2 separate regions of the Anas platyrhynchos genome follow, and region 2 is linked to region 1. Evidence: chromatin contacts called from public Hi-C data. All regions are on one chromosome and are shown on one strand. The core of a region is the stretch at or near the end of the contact, and the rest is flanking DNA. Distances in the headings are between cores, read along the strand shown. Region 1 overlaps ULK2 (unc-51 like autophagy activating kinase 2). Region 2 holds the start of NLE1 (notchless homolog 1).

The links. Hi-C and Micro-C count contacts between places; a contact is called where the count stands out from the background.
Region 2: a Hi-C map of skeletal muscle shows a contact between it and region 1, with 2.6 times the contacts expected there. The contact joins the promoter of NLE1 here to the enhancer-like site in region 1. A contact is called at or near these places in 2 of 8 Hi-C or Micro-C datasets (both in skeletal muscle).

Annotation. Positions count from the first base shown.
Region 1 is chr20:3,801,367-3,807,903 of IASCAAS_PekinDuck_T2T, forward strand. It overlaps ULK2 (unc-51 like autophagy activating kinase 2), which reads right to left. Exons shown (of 28, transcript XM_027472676.3): 14 at 6,297-6,357; 15 at 5,963-6,055; 16 at 2,579-2,716; 17 at 1,383-1,528; 18 at 749-829. Among named protein-coding and RNA genes, the nearest start is that of ULK2, 26 kb to the right of the region's middle. Within about 2 kb of position 3,090, at least 6 of the 8 cell types and tissues checked have an H3K27ac peak or open chromatin away from gene starts, as enhancers often do.
Region 2 is chr20:3,840,832-3,846,744 of IASCAAS_PekinDuck_T2T, forward strand. It overlaps NLE1 (notchless homolog 1), which reads right to left and starts at 2,902. Exons shown (of 13, transcript XM_027472682.3): 1 at 2,786-2,902; 2 at 2,448-2,591; 3 at 2,156-2,373; 4 at 1,995-2,074; 5 at 1,659-1,735; 6 at 197-294. The coding sequence starts at 2,791. It overlaps AKAP10 (A-kinase anchoring protein 10), which reads right to left. Exons shown (of 14, transcript XM_027472678.3): 14 at 3,719-5,168. The coding sequence ends at 5,163.

The DNA of each region.
Region 1 (6,537 bases), core at 1,840-4,339:
ATCTGAGGCTTCACTTAGTCCTTGTCTTTTCCTGATTGCCAATGGCACAGCAGTTAAAAAGGAAATGTTTAAGATATCTCATAGAATTTTTCATATGGATGAAATCATCCCCAGTTATGTGAAATACCTACTAAAAGAAATGAAGACACTAACAACTCCAGAGAATTTTGGAAAGTGTTTAAACAGGGAAAATAACCCAAACCGTAGTTTCAACACTACCTCTTAAAAAATCAAAATAAAGAGGATAGCTAGTATTTTAGACAAAGAAGAGCTTGCACCTAAGATGCATGTACAGCAACAGAATGTGTTGCCGAGTTGCAGATTCCTTTGTCCAATTCTTCTGATGTTACAGTGCAATTCAATCTTATAGAGTCTCAATTTTTTTCCCCTGCTAGCATACCAATTTATGACGTGCAAAGCTTACTGAATGCTTAGCAACACCATCAGATCCTAGGCAATTTCCTACGGGAACGATGAAAACATGTTGCACACTGTACAAAAAAAGAAAAACTTCAGAACTTCAGCCACTCTCTTATTGTGTAGAGAATTAATTATGGGAAAATTAATTATGGGAAAAGGGGTCCTGATACAACCATACTCAGGCTAAGTTTCTATAGAAACTCAGTGTACAGGTTACCAAGCGTCTCCTATTAATCCATACTTATGTAGTGTTGGCTCTCCTTGTTCTTCACAGAATTCTGTAGAAGCTGTACCAAAATCATACAGGTTGCTTCGCCCAGTCTCTCACCTGAGAAGTTTCTGCTCCTTGATTCATGTCCTTGAAGCTGTCCACAACAACAGTGTCCAAGCTGCTCAGGTATTGTTCCAACTAAGCAAATAAAATCAAAATGTGAATTTATGCTTAGTACTTCATCCACAAATGAAGGTGAAGGAAAATAAAACCTGTTTATCTTACTTATACCAGACATTTTAACAGAAATGGATTGCTGTAAACGTGACTGCTTGAGTATAAGAAAAGCATTGCAGAGGGATCTGGATAAGTTAGATCAATGAGCTGAGTCCAATCGTGTGACATTCAACAAGGGTGTCAGGTCTTGCATTTGGGTCATAACAACCCAATGCAGTGGTATTGGCTTGAGGAGGAGTGGCTGGAAAGCTGCCCAGCAGAAAAGGACCTGTGGGTGTCGATCAACAGCCAGCTGAACACGAGCCAGCAGCGTGTCCAGGTGGCCAAGAAGGCCAATGACAGGACTAGGGAAGTGCAGCCAGCAGAGCTAGAGAAGAGTGATCGTCCTCTTGTATGCAGCACCGGTGAAACCATGATCTAGTTGAGCAGATTTCAGTTTAAGGCAACTTCAGGCAAGAATTAGTCTTCTGAATAACTGTTCCAGATAAACCTTCCCAAGAATTTATGGGCTTACCTAGCGGTGAGGGAGAATATGGTCTTGAAGATCCTGTGGATAAGCGGCGCCCAACACCCTGCGCAGTGTCAGCTGGTACTGGAGAACAGGAACCCATCTTCATGAAGCCCATTGGACTAGTATTTGAGCGTCTCACAACCCCAGCTCTAACAAGATGAAAAGAATGGTTATACATGCTATAGCAACTGTGGATCCTTAAGATGAGGTTCACAATCCACTAAGGAGTATAATGATCAATTTAAAAAAAAAAAAAAAAAAGATATTTAGAGAGAAAGCCACAAAGCTGAAGCTTACTAATGTAATAACTTAAGCTAAGCCTTCCAGTGAGAAAACAAGACAAATAGAATTCCCTTTGTTCCCACTATGATTATAACTTTCAAAGCCATAGCAGTCTGTTAACTGGAGAAATTTAAAACAGATATATCCCTTAGTACATGGATTACTGATATTCAGACAACTAGCCATTTAATTTTGAATTTTACAACTGAGTGAAATGTATTATCACAAATGTTCACTTTTATGGTTGGAAAAAGAAGGAACCTACAAAAAAGATTAGGACAAAGTTTTAAGTATTGGACCTGGTATGAAGTTCAACTACTGAGAACACATTATTTTAGGGAAAGGCATGCCCTCAAGTGTAGGAACAACTGTAAAATCAAAGATCTTGAACAAAAAGCAAGGAACCATGTTGGTTTTTTTTTTCGTACAGACCTCCAGAGATCTCAAGAGTTTGAGTCTTTTGTCCTTCACCATCCCTATCTTGTAGATCACAAGGCATAGAATAAGTCTAGCACACTAGAGCCTTGTATTAAGACAAGCTGGTTAACTAGTATGCCAAAAAGTGTTTCCTTGATATTCTATAGAACAACGCATTCATCACTGTATGTATGAAAACAAAATTTATTACTTTCTAGTTTATGATGTAATGCTGCATAATACACAAAGGAGGGAAAAAAGCAAGACTTCATCTTCTTACTTTCTTTGGATGCAATTGCCTAAACAAACAAGCTCATTTTGTTTTAGTGAAAAATTTCAACTGTCCATTCAACAACCTTGAGAATGTGAAGGACTATTACTTGTTATCATTAAAACGCCTCTTTAGTATGGTCTTGTGCAGAAAAAAATGACATCAATATGGACATCTGTGAAGGTGCAAATACAAACTAGAACCAAGAAAAAGGAATTAGAATACTCACCTTGGTGATCCGTGGGGGTTTGATACAGGACTGGCAGTAGAGGAGAGGTTCTGTTCTATACGCTGGTAATTCCGGAGCTGAGTGGGAACTGGGATAGGTGCTGTTTCACTGCGGGGGGATACTGAAGGCTGACAATGCCTGAAGTAGGAAGATATGGAGAGAGGAGATAAACAGAGGTAGACAGGTCTCTCTCTAAATTGTACCATTCTCAGAAGTTAAATAAAATCTGTGAAACTGACAAACTGATTCTAAACTCCCCACGTGCAGTGTGATCTTAGCTTGTCCTAATCTAGCTCTGACACTTCACAGAGAAAGACAAAGAACTGTTCGTTACTACCTACCTTTCTTATACTGGCTAGTACCAGATCGAGCTGAGAGTGCAGTACTAGCTGAAGCATTTCGTCATGCATCACAGCGATCTACAGATCCCTCCGACTTCCTGCCAATCAGCCCGCTCTGTTTACCACACTTCAAAATAGCGTTCTAGGAAAACCCACTGTGCTAAGAACAGGAAGTTCAGCAGCAGGGCTGGAATGTGTACAAAAGCCACTAAAGCACAGAGATATCCCATGAGACACAGTGAACTTGCAAAAGGAAAACATGTTATGTAACCAACCCTTGACAAAATGACCAAAACCACACACCTGAACATTAATCCACAGACGCAAACTGCAGATTAGCATTGCTCAAGTTCAACCAAGTGTCAGTGACCCGGTTTATCTCAGTGTACTGCCTGATAAGGGAATCAAACCACCGCAGCATAAGCAGTTACCAACACTTTTAAAAGAATTAGACCGAAAGAATTTCAAACTAAATGACTTTTGGGAATATAATCAGCTTAGTATCAAGCCCCTTATTGATTAATTCTTCAGAAAACAGGCAAAAATTAGAGATTCTCAGAGGAGATGTGAAAGAAGTCCTACCACTCCTACTTAAAAGCTCTAGAAAACAAGCAGTTACACCACTTACTGCATGGATACAGCTGAACAGCAATCTTGGTTTCTGACTCTATCATATTCCCTTTGCAACCTCTGAGAATGAAATACTACTTCCTAATATGCATGGTCCTTCCTTAGCAAAAGAAAACAGGTTTGTCCTTTTATTGCCACCCAGGTTCTAGAGACTACTGAGTAATTTTGAAAAGCAGCTGGAACAAGCCTCAATAGATCTGTACCAACACTTTTTCCACAGCCTCATCAGTTTCCCTGAATTTAAACCCATACTCACTAAGTTTCTCAGCTGTGCCTGACAGAAGTCCTAAGTCTGCTGTGCCACAGTGACCAGCCTGGCAGAAGATGGGAAAAATCTGCAGCTGTGACCACACAGGCAGTGGAAAGCCTGAAAGCTTCCACACAAGGAGAAGGTCTCACAAGTAGAAACCACACAAAGGCAGTAGGCAGCCTGCTCTGAATACCACAACAAGCTGAGGCAGCACAGGGAGGCTCCCTGGTCTGACCTGGAGAGGGGAAATCCAAACCATAGCAGTGCTGCTGAGGAGGCCATGAAGGCACTTCAATTTTTAAAGTACCCAGCATGGAACATGCCTTCCCCTGTTGTCACACAGCCTTACAGGTAGGTCCTTGTGAGGCAAGTGCTGTGTTAGCATGGTGGTATAGCACTTGGCCTTCTTCAGGGCTCCCCAGCTCAGGCCCAAAGCCACGCTCTGGTTAGGCATCCCCTAGTCTGATGTGGTTTGCTACTGGTTAGAGAAAGAGGCAATACAGACGTGTGCAGAGTTGCATGCAAATCTTGTATCTGTGGGATCTAGAGAACAAAATTAGGAATTAACCACAGAAGAGTGAACCGCCTCCACCTATTGTGCCTGTTCTGGCTGGAGCATGAGAAGCATCACAGCTTCTTCTGCTTGCCACAAAGCAGCGTAACTATGGGTACCATTCATGCAGTTCTATCATCTAATCAGAAAAAAAAACAACACTGTATTACAGGGCATAACAACATTTTGTAAAAATAAATAAATAAATAAATAAATAAATAAATAAATCGCACGCTATGAAAGAACACTTCTCAGCATCAAATAACCAAAAAAACAAAGCAGCATCTGGTAGATTATCTGCTACCTTGAGACAATAACCTAAAGCAGTCAGCCAGTCACCAAATTTACTCAACCAATAGCTACATCAAACTTTTGCAGTACAAACTGACTGTGTGAACAGTAGGCACCTGTTTCTAATCACACATTTAGCTCTTAACTTACTAGCATATAGATAACATAACTGGCATATTTTCATAAAACCTGTAACTCTAAAAACTGTGACACATGATGATATAAGATAGGAAATTACCATATTTTATAATATTCTGTATACAGCCAATCCATAGCAAATGGATCTTTACAACCAAACCATTCAAATTGGCTGCCCTTAAACACAAAAGTTAAGACTACAGCTTTATTGATAGCCCATGTCAGCAGATTTTGCAAACTGCAACAAGATCAGCACAAAATAGCCAACTTTTCTTGTGACAAGCATTTCTAAACAAATAATGCTGACTTGCAGTCCTGTAGTACTAGCATAAGCCAAAAATACACCCAACATAATAGCATTATTCCCCTTTTAGCCACTTGTCCTCTTTCTATTTTGTATTGAAAACTTTATGAAATTCATTATTTGGTCAAATGACCAATCTACCCCTTCTGTTTAGCTGTTACATGAATAGTTAAGCATCCTGATAAGATTTACATTTTCCAGTATAATACAGGAAAGATGTCAGGCACTTCTGACAAATATCAATTCAATTTCAAATTGGCAGAAACTGTCTACAATGATGTAGCAGAAAGGGGACTTATTAATAGCCCTGCTGATTGAAAAGCTGCAATAAATGTTCAACACTTCTATGGGGCTTCTTTGGGTATCTTGTGAACCACAAACACAAAATTCACAATAATTGCTTGCACAGAGGCCACATCCAGTTATTGGATGCAAGATAATCCAGTCCTGAGACAAATCCATAGCAAACTGCTTTCTAAATCCCTCTTTTCAAGACGTAGTTGTGTGAGAAGTAAACTGCTTTTAACATCTTGACTCAGTAAACAAAGAACACGCTGTACTTCATAACACAAGAAGGTCAAGTTAGTTATGTGTCTGAAGTTTCTGCCTTTAGACAGTTCAAAATTTAAGCAGACAAAAGAATGCTGTCTTTCCTTAAGGAAATCTTTTTGGGATGCATCCAAACCAGAAGTTAGCTACGCAACCATCAGCTATTGCAATGCATTAAGTGCAGAGAGCCTAGAAAAAACAGGTCTAGCTTCTATTTCAGTTCAGTTTCCAGCAGTAATCTAAAATTAAAACAAAACAGAACAAAAAAAACATACAGTAACAGAGAACTTTTTTTAAAGAGAGGAAATACTAAGCCTTCATCATGCACCTGTTAGTTGTACCAGAAGCAGTACTTCGAGAAGAGGCTGAGGATGGCTTCTGTACAGTTCCTGAGCTTCCAGAAATAGTTAATGGTGACTGCCTGTAGGAACAAGAAACATTATCAGAAGACAGTTCACATCAGAAACTACCTGCTTTGCAGCAAAACTTTCTGAATTCAAGCTGTTTATATATTCATATTAAATTCAACTTGGCGTATTAACCTTTAAGAAAGTTCACTTACAGCTGTGTAAACCCATCACTGCCAGAAAAACCAACCACCTCTTCTATAGCATCAATTTTAGAACATGAGACTTCTTTTGGATAAAGCTCAGCACACCTACCCTCCACACATCAAGAACTCGCTTGAAGCCCGCCTGCCAGCTGCTCCCAATGGCATATCATCTACAGTAAGCAGAAGAACACATTGAAAACCAACATCATGAACTAGAATCTTAAGAAAATAAAAAATCTTCTATATTACTGTTGTAGAAATAATTGCTTCTGACAAGCTTCTGTGAATATATACAAGATTTATACAAGTTTTTTTACGAACTGTTTTGTGTATGAAATTACCTCAAATGT
Region 2 (5,913 bases), core at 1,652-4,151, 39 kb after region 1:
AGGGACTGCGAGCAGCGGCTGTGACTCCTGAGCTGGATGCCTTTTTCCTGCCCCACCTCACAGGACGTTCTGCTGCACACGCTCCCTCTGTGCACCATAACAGGAGAAAGGCAAACAGGAGGAATGCCCTTCAGGTCAAGCTGGTCTTTTCCTTAAAAGTAACGGGGCAGAAGGGCTGGGCTGGCCCCTCACTTACATGTGGAGCGGCTCCCAGCACAGGCACGTGATCCATTTGGAGTGGCCGGCGAGAACCCGGCCGATCTGATTGCCGGTGGCTGGGTCCCAGAGAAATATCTGCCCGAGAGAAAGCAAGAGGGTCGTGTCAGGCCACACATCATGTGAATCCCAGGAATGTCGAGGCTCCATTTAGAAAGGATAGGTGTCCCCAGTCTTGTGGGGCTGCGATTTACGTTGGCACACATAGCAGAACAGGAAGAGAGCAGGACTGGATGCCTTTGCAGATCCCAGCAGCAATCAGCTGATGTCTCAGCGCATGAGACCCGATCGCCCTTCTCTCTGCTTTAGATGCTGCTGTTACAAAAATATCTGCCTCAACCCAAAAGCAATCCAGGTCTCCAGAAAGCCAGCCTGAGCCTTTGACATTCTGCGCCAGAGCGTTGGTGAATGTTTACAGAGCATGATGAAAGCCAGAGAGTGCTAAATGCTACTTATTATCGGATTCTGTGGGCGGGACACATGCTAGTTTTCTGTTGTTTTTTCCCTCTCTATATAAATGCTCATCCAAAGAGCCAAGGCATTAGTCATCTGCTACTTAAGAACCTGGGAAAAACAGAGAACGATGCAGCTCCCTGGGTTAAACTGAAGCCAGAACCTGCCTGTTTCCTTGGGCTCGTGTCACAGTGGCCTTCCAGAGCAGCTGCACAGACAGTGAGCCCAGGACAGCGCCGCTTGGCAGCTCTGCAGCCGCTCTCTGTGCTCCCAGACTGTCCGAAGGTCAGAGCAAGCGAAGGTCCCGCTGCACCCCAAGTAACTGACTCGCTTGTAATTGCAGCCAAGTGCCCCTGCTTCCCCAGGCATTTCTGGAAGCTGCTTAGGCACATGTTTTTTGCCCCACAGCTGGGGAAGGGCCCCCTTTGCATTCCTGTAAGAGGGAATTTGTCTGTGTCTCAGCGGGAGCAGCGAAACAGGCTGCCACTGCATGTCTGGGTCATGCAAACAGCAACCTTGGCTTGGCCGTGCAACACCCTGCTTGCTCCAGACACCTCCCTCGTGATGGAGCCGTCTGCCAAGGGCCATGTCCAAATCCTGGACTCTTTCCTGTACAGAGGCAAAAGCATCTGCCACGAGACAGCAGGGCTCGGCGGCGAGACTGCTGCAACAGAAACAAAGCCCTGCCTGGCACAGCTGAGGCACAGGCCAGCTCAGAGCCACTACTCGCAGCCACTATGAAGCATCCGCACACAGAGCTCTTTCAGGGCACAGGAAATCCTGCTCCGAATGACTGGACACTTGCCTTGCCCAAGCTGCCAAAGAAAACAAGTCTTCGCCCCTAAAGCCCCTGGCACTCACTTTGCAGGCTGCGTTTTGCTTCAGACCAGAGCTGCACAGGGTCTCCTGGGCAAGGCCACTCTGCACTCCCCCAGATTCCCCCCAGCCCAGCTGCTGGGGCACCACGGGACCACGGAGCCAGCACCCACCTGGCTGTTCTTGCAGCCCGAGGCCAACTTCTTGCCGTCAGGAGACCAGGCGATGCTGAGCACCCAGTGTCGGTGGCCTGGCAGAGAAAGCGTGAGCAAGAGTGAGCGGAGAGCTGCACCGACCTGGCCCCAGCACGCAGCACTCCCAGGACAAAAGAAAATCCTGCATGTTCCTCATCCTTTCTTCACTTCAGTAGTGGAAGAGAGCAACTCCCCTCCAAGGGAAGGTGCCATGTGGCTGGCACAGCACCCAAGGGCTGCTCTGTGTCCCCCTGGGCAGGGGGAAGGATCCCTGCGGGCCTTCAGGAGCCGCCCCCTGGCACACCCCACACCCACCTTTGGCTGTGAACTGCGGCGTCTCCGTGCTGAGGTCCCAGAAGCGGACCGTGGTGTCTCCAGAGCCACTCGCCAGGTACCTGCGACAGGAGAAAGAGCCAGGCTCAGCACGGTGACCCTGCCTTGCCCCGAGCCCCCCGCCTGCACCCAGCCCCTCGTACTTTCCCGTGGGGCTGAAGGCGACGGAGATGACAGCCTCAGTGTGCCCCTCCAGGGAGCTGGTGCAGCGGGTCACTGCCCGCACCCTGAACACCGCCTGCGGCTGGTAGACGATGTCCAGCACCTTCTCTGTCTCCACCGCCTGCCCCGCCAAGGTCTTCTCCAGCGACACCACGATCTCGGCATCGCGGAAGAAGAAGGCCAAGGGCACCGGTTCGTCCTGCAAGAGAAGGGGCAGGAGCGATAGCGCGGGGCAGCCCAGGTGCCGGGACGCCCGGTGCCCCCCGGCCTCACCTCCTGCAGCAGCGCGTTGCACACCAGCTGCAGCTCTCCCGGCGTGATGCGGAGCGGGACATCGAAGGGGGACCCCAGGGGCTCCCCGGATTCATCGCGGAACTGGATCAGGAGCCGCTCCACGTCCTCGGGAGGCGCCGCGCCCTGCGGGACAGCGGGCTCAGCACCGGGACCCCGGCAGCACAGCCCGGGGGCACGGCGGGGCCCAGACGCCCCACGCCGGGCCGGTAGCGGCCCCCCTTAGCGAGCACCCCTCCGAGGGACGGGGCCCTACGGGGGACCCCCACAGCAGCCAGGGGGTCCCGGAGCGCCCCGTCCCCCCCCGGTGCCCCCCTCACCGCCATGTGCGCGCTGCTGCCCGCGTGCGCCGGAAGCGGCCGCGCCGCCGGGGCGGGACCGGGGGGAGCCGGGCGCGGCGCTGCTGCCCCCCGGCGGCCGGCGGGGGCTCGGGGAAACGCAGGTTCGAGACCCCCCTGAGCACGGACTCGGTCCCCGCCGGTCATGGCTTTCCCGGTAGTGGCCACCGAGATGCTTTTTTAATACCTTTCTCACACGTAACGCTGTAAAAGCGTAAGGAGGCTCCTAGATTGTTACATTGTCGTGTACAAAAATAAAGTAATTCTGCAGCCTGTGCCTTGCCCGTGTTAGTAGGAGGGCTGGGCTGCAGAGTGGAGTGTTTTATCCGCCATAAAAAAACACTGGCTCCATGGGCTCCGCACCAAGGACAGAGACTCAACCCTGCTATGCAAAACACAGCAAGAAATACAGCATCTCCTGTCCCACCCAGCACAAACCAGTGACAAGCATGGCAAGCATCAGGTGTCCGTAGCCTCCAGCACTCTATCAAAATTCAATACTGCCTACACACAGAAGAGGGAAACCAAACCAACCACAGAATACTGTCTTACCAGTTCGCCACCATTCAAACAAAACAGCTTAGAGAAATTACCCAAAGCAAGAGCTCAGCCAGTCAGTGACAGCTCCCAAGGCCATGTCTGTGCACCCTGGAGGAGCAGGCTGGTCCCATGAGTGAGATGGGACCTTGCCAGCCATTTCTCCCTGCTTTTTGTTCCAAAAGTATTTCTGATCAAGCCCTAGAATTTATTGAAATGATTCTTAGTATACTACGTCATCCCATTACAAGATTAATTAGCGTTTGCAAATGTACCAAGGACAAACATTTCAGGTGTTTTTTGTTTTTTTTATGAACCCATAAGACCCACCTTTAAAAAACATGTAAACTCAAATCCCATCAAAACAGAAAATTGACACAAGTTTTAATATTTATATATTTTAAATCAAAACACAATTAAATATAGTATGCTTTAAGTACACGAATACTTGGGCATGAGAGAAATAAGAGGTGGTACATAGTACCAAAAACCTATACACAGCCTTTTTTGCTTTTTTTTTCTTATAGATAATACAGTGTCTCTATACAATCAAATATTGCAACAGTATAACACTTGCTAGTCAATCAAGATACTCTGAACATTGGAGATGATTTCTTTGCAAAGTGATTTTTTGCACAAGTTCAAGGAAAAAAAGCAATCATAAGAGTTAAATAAAAACCAAAATGGAAGTTTTGTATACTAAAAATGCAGCGATAACATAACAGTGACACAGAGTGTTTTTGATACTCTGCAAAATCAAGTTGCTGGGAAAAATAGAGGTGCCGTGTCACATCGTGGCTTTTTTTTTTTTTTTTTACTTAAACTAAAGGTTTTGCAAATTGCAAGTGTTGACAACATCAGGGAAAAGGTGGCTGAAGGTCATTAAAAATTATTTTTCTTTGTAAACCAAACCTCTGGAATTAGATACTACGCTGGTTTGAGGACAACAAGTTATGGAGAATGGCAGCAGCACATGGCAGTAATTACTTTTTTCCTTGCTTGTGGGATGGAAAGAAAAAAGATGGAGCAGGCTACTGGCTACGATCTCCTCAAAGCACAGGCTGCATTCAGAGCCAACGCTCGGGAGCAGAGGGCTGCACAAGCACAAGACTGGCTTTCAAGTCTGCTCGAGTGGGCTGTGTGTCTGAAGCAGGGGATGAGTGTGTGCAGGTGTAAGAGCTCGACAAGGAAGAGTTACGCTGTCCAGGCTTCGCTCCTGATCATTCTACACTGCCTTCAAAGTTAATGGAGTTATGAAGTAAAATACATTTATCTTACAGGTGAATGCTCATCTATTTCAAGTAAGGAAAAATAAAACTTAAAACTTTTTAGGTCATTCACTGCCAATAAATTCACCATTTCAGGTTCGCTTCTCCAATGGCCAATGTCAGGGACACATCCCGTGGCATTTGCAGTTATATAATTAAAAATTACAGGTAGAACTAGAAACTACAGCAAAACCTTCCCCTCTTTGTGGCTTGTGTCCCATTCCAGATATTTTGCTTAAAAGTCTTTTTGAGACGGGGTCAAGTATTTGTGAAGTTGATCACAGTTACTCAATGACACGTTCATAAGTGGTGTCTTCCTCTCTAAAAACCATCCTTGTGAACGCCACATACAACAGGAAAAAGTGTTTCTTCACGCTCTACAGTGGAGGTACAGGATTGCTTCTTTTTAATTCTTCCTTATCAATGAGGGAGATATCAGCGGTTGGAGTAACAGTGCTTTGTTTTTATTGGCTGTGTTAAAGAATCCACCCAAAGGGAAAGTTCACTCATTCTCAAAGCAGAAAGCCAGATTTCCTGTTCTGGCATTTCTAAAATCATAGCTGAAAAAGGAAGAACAGGGTTAGAGTTCATCTTACCCTAAAACATACACATCAATCACTCAACAGAAAGACATTTTGTGTTTACAAGTGTTGAAGCCAGGTATGCTTATGAGTTTGGGAGAGAAGAAATGCTACTCTCAATCTTCCAATTACAGTAACTATGCTTGCTTAATTGAATCCAGAGCATCTGCAGCCACTTGACATTTCTAAATATTGTGCTGAGTGACTTTGTCATCCAGTCAGACTGGAATTATAGAATTAAGTACAATTATTATAAGTCATTTAAATATAACTATTCCAAAAAAAACCCACAAGAACTATGGACCGTCCATTCAAGCCTAATCACTAGGATTTGGCACAGTTACTTTCAATAATTAAGAATAAGTAACATGAAAAAGTCAGATGCCCAAATGCTCAAAAGCCAGGAGTATCAGATTCTATACTTGATAAACTACTGTCTTCATTATTTCACAAAAAGTTTGGTACATCAGAACTTTCCTTTTTTTTTAGAAGACAACACATAAGTTTTAGTGGTAATTTAGGCAAATACACTATTTCATGGTAAAGAATGCTAATAAGCGTGAACTTAAACAAGGAATTGCAATGCTGATCCTGCAGCACATATCACCTTCTTACCTAATAAGGCAGATTGTAAATACTCGAACAGAGACAATTTCAAGATTTGCACAGGAGAAGCACCACAGGTGGTACAGCAAGAGCTCTGCTCCTCCCACGCTGGCTCAAG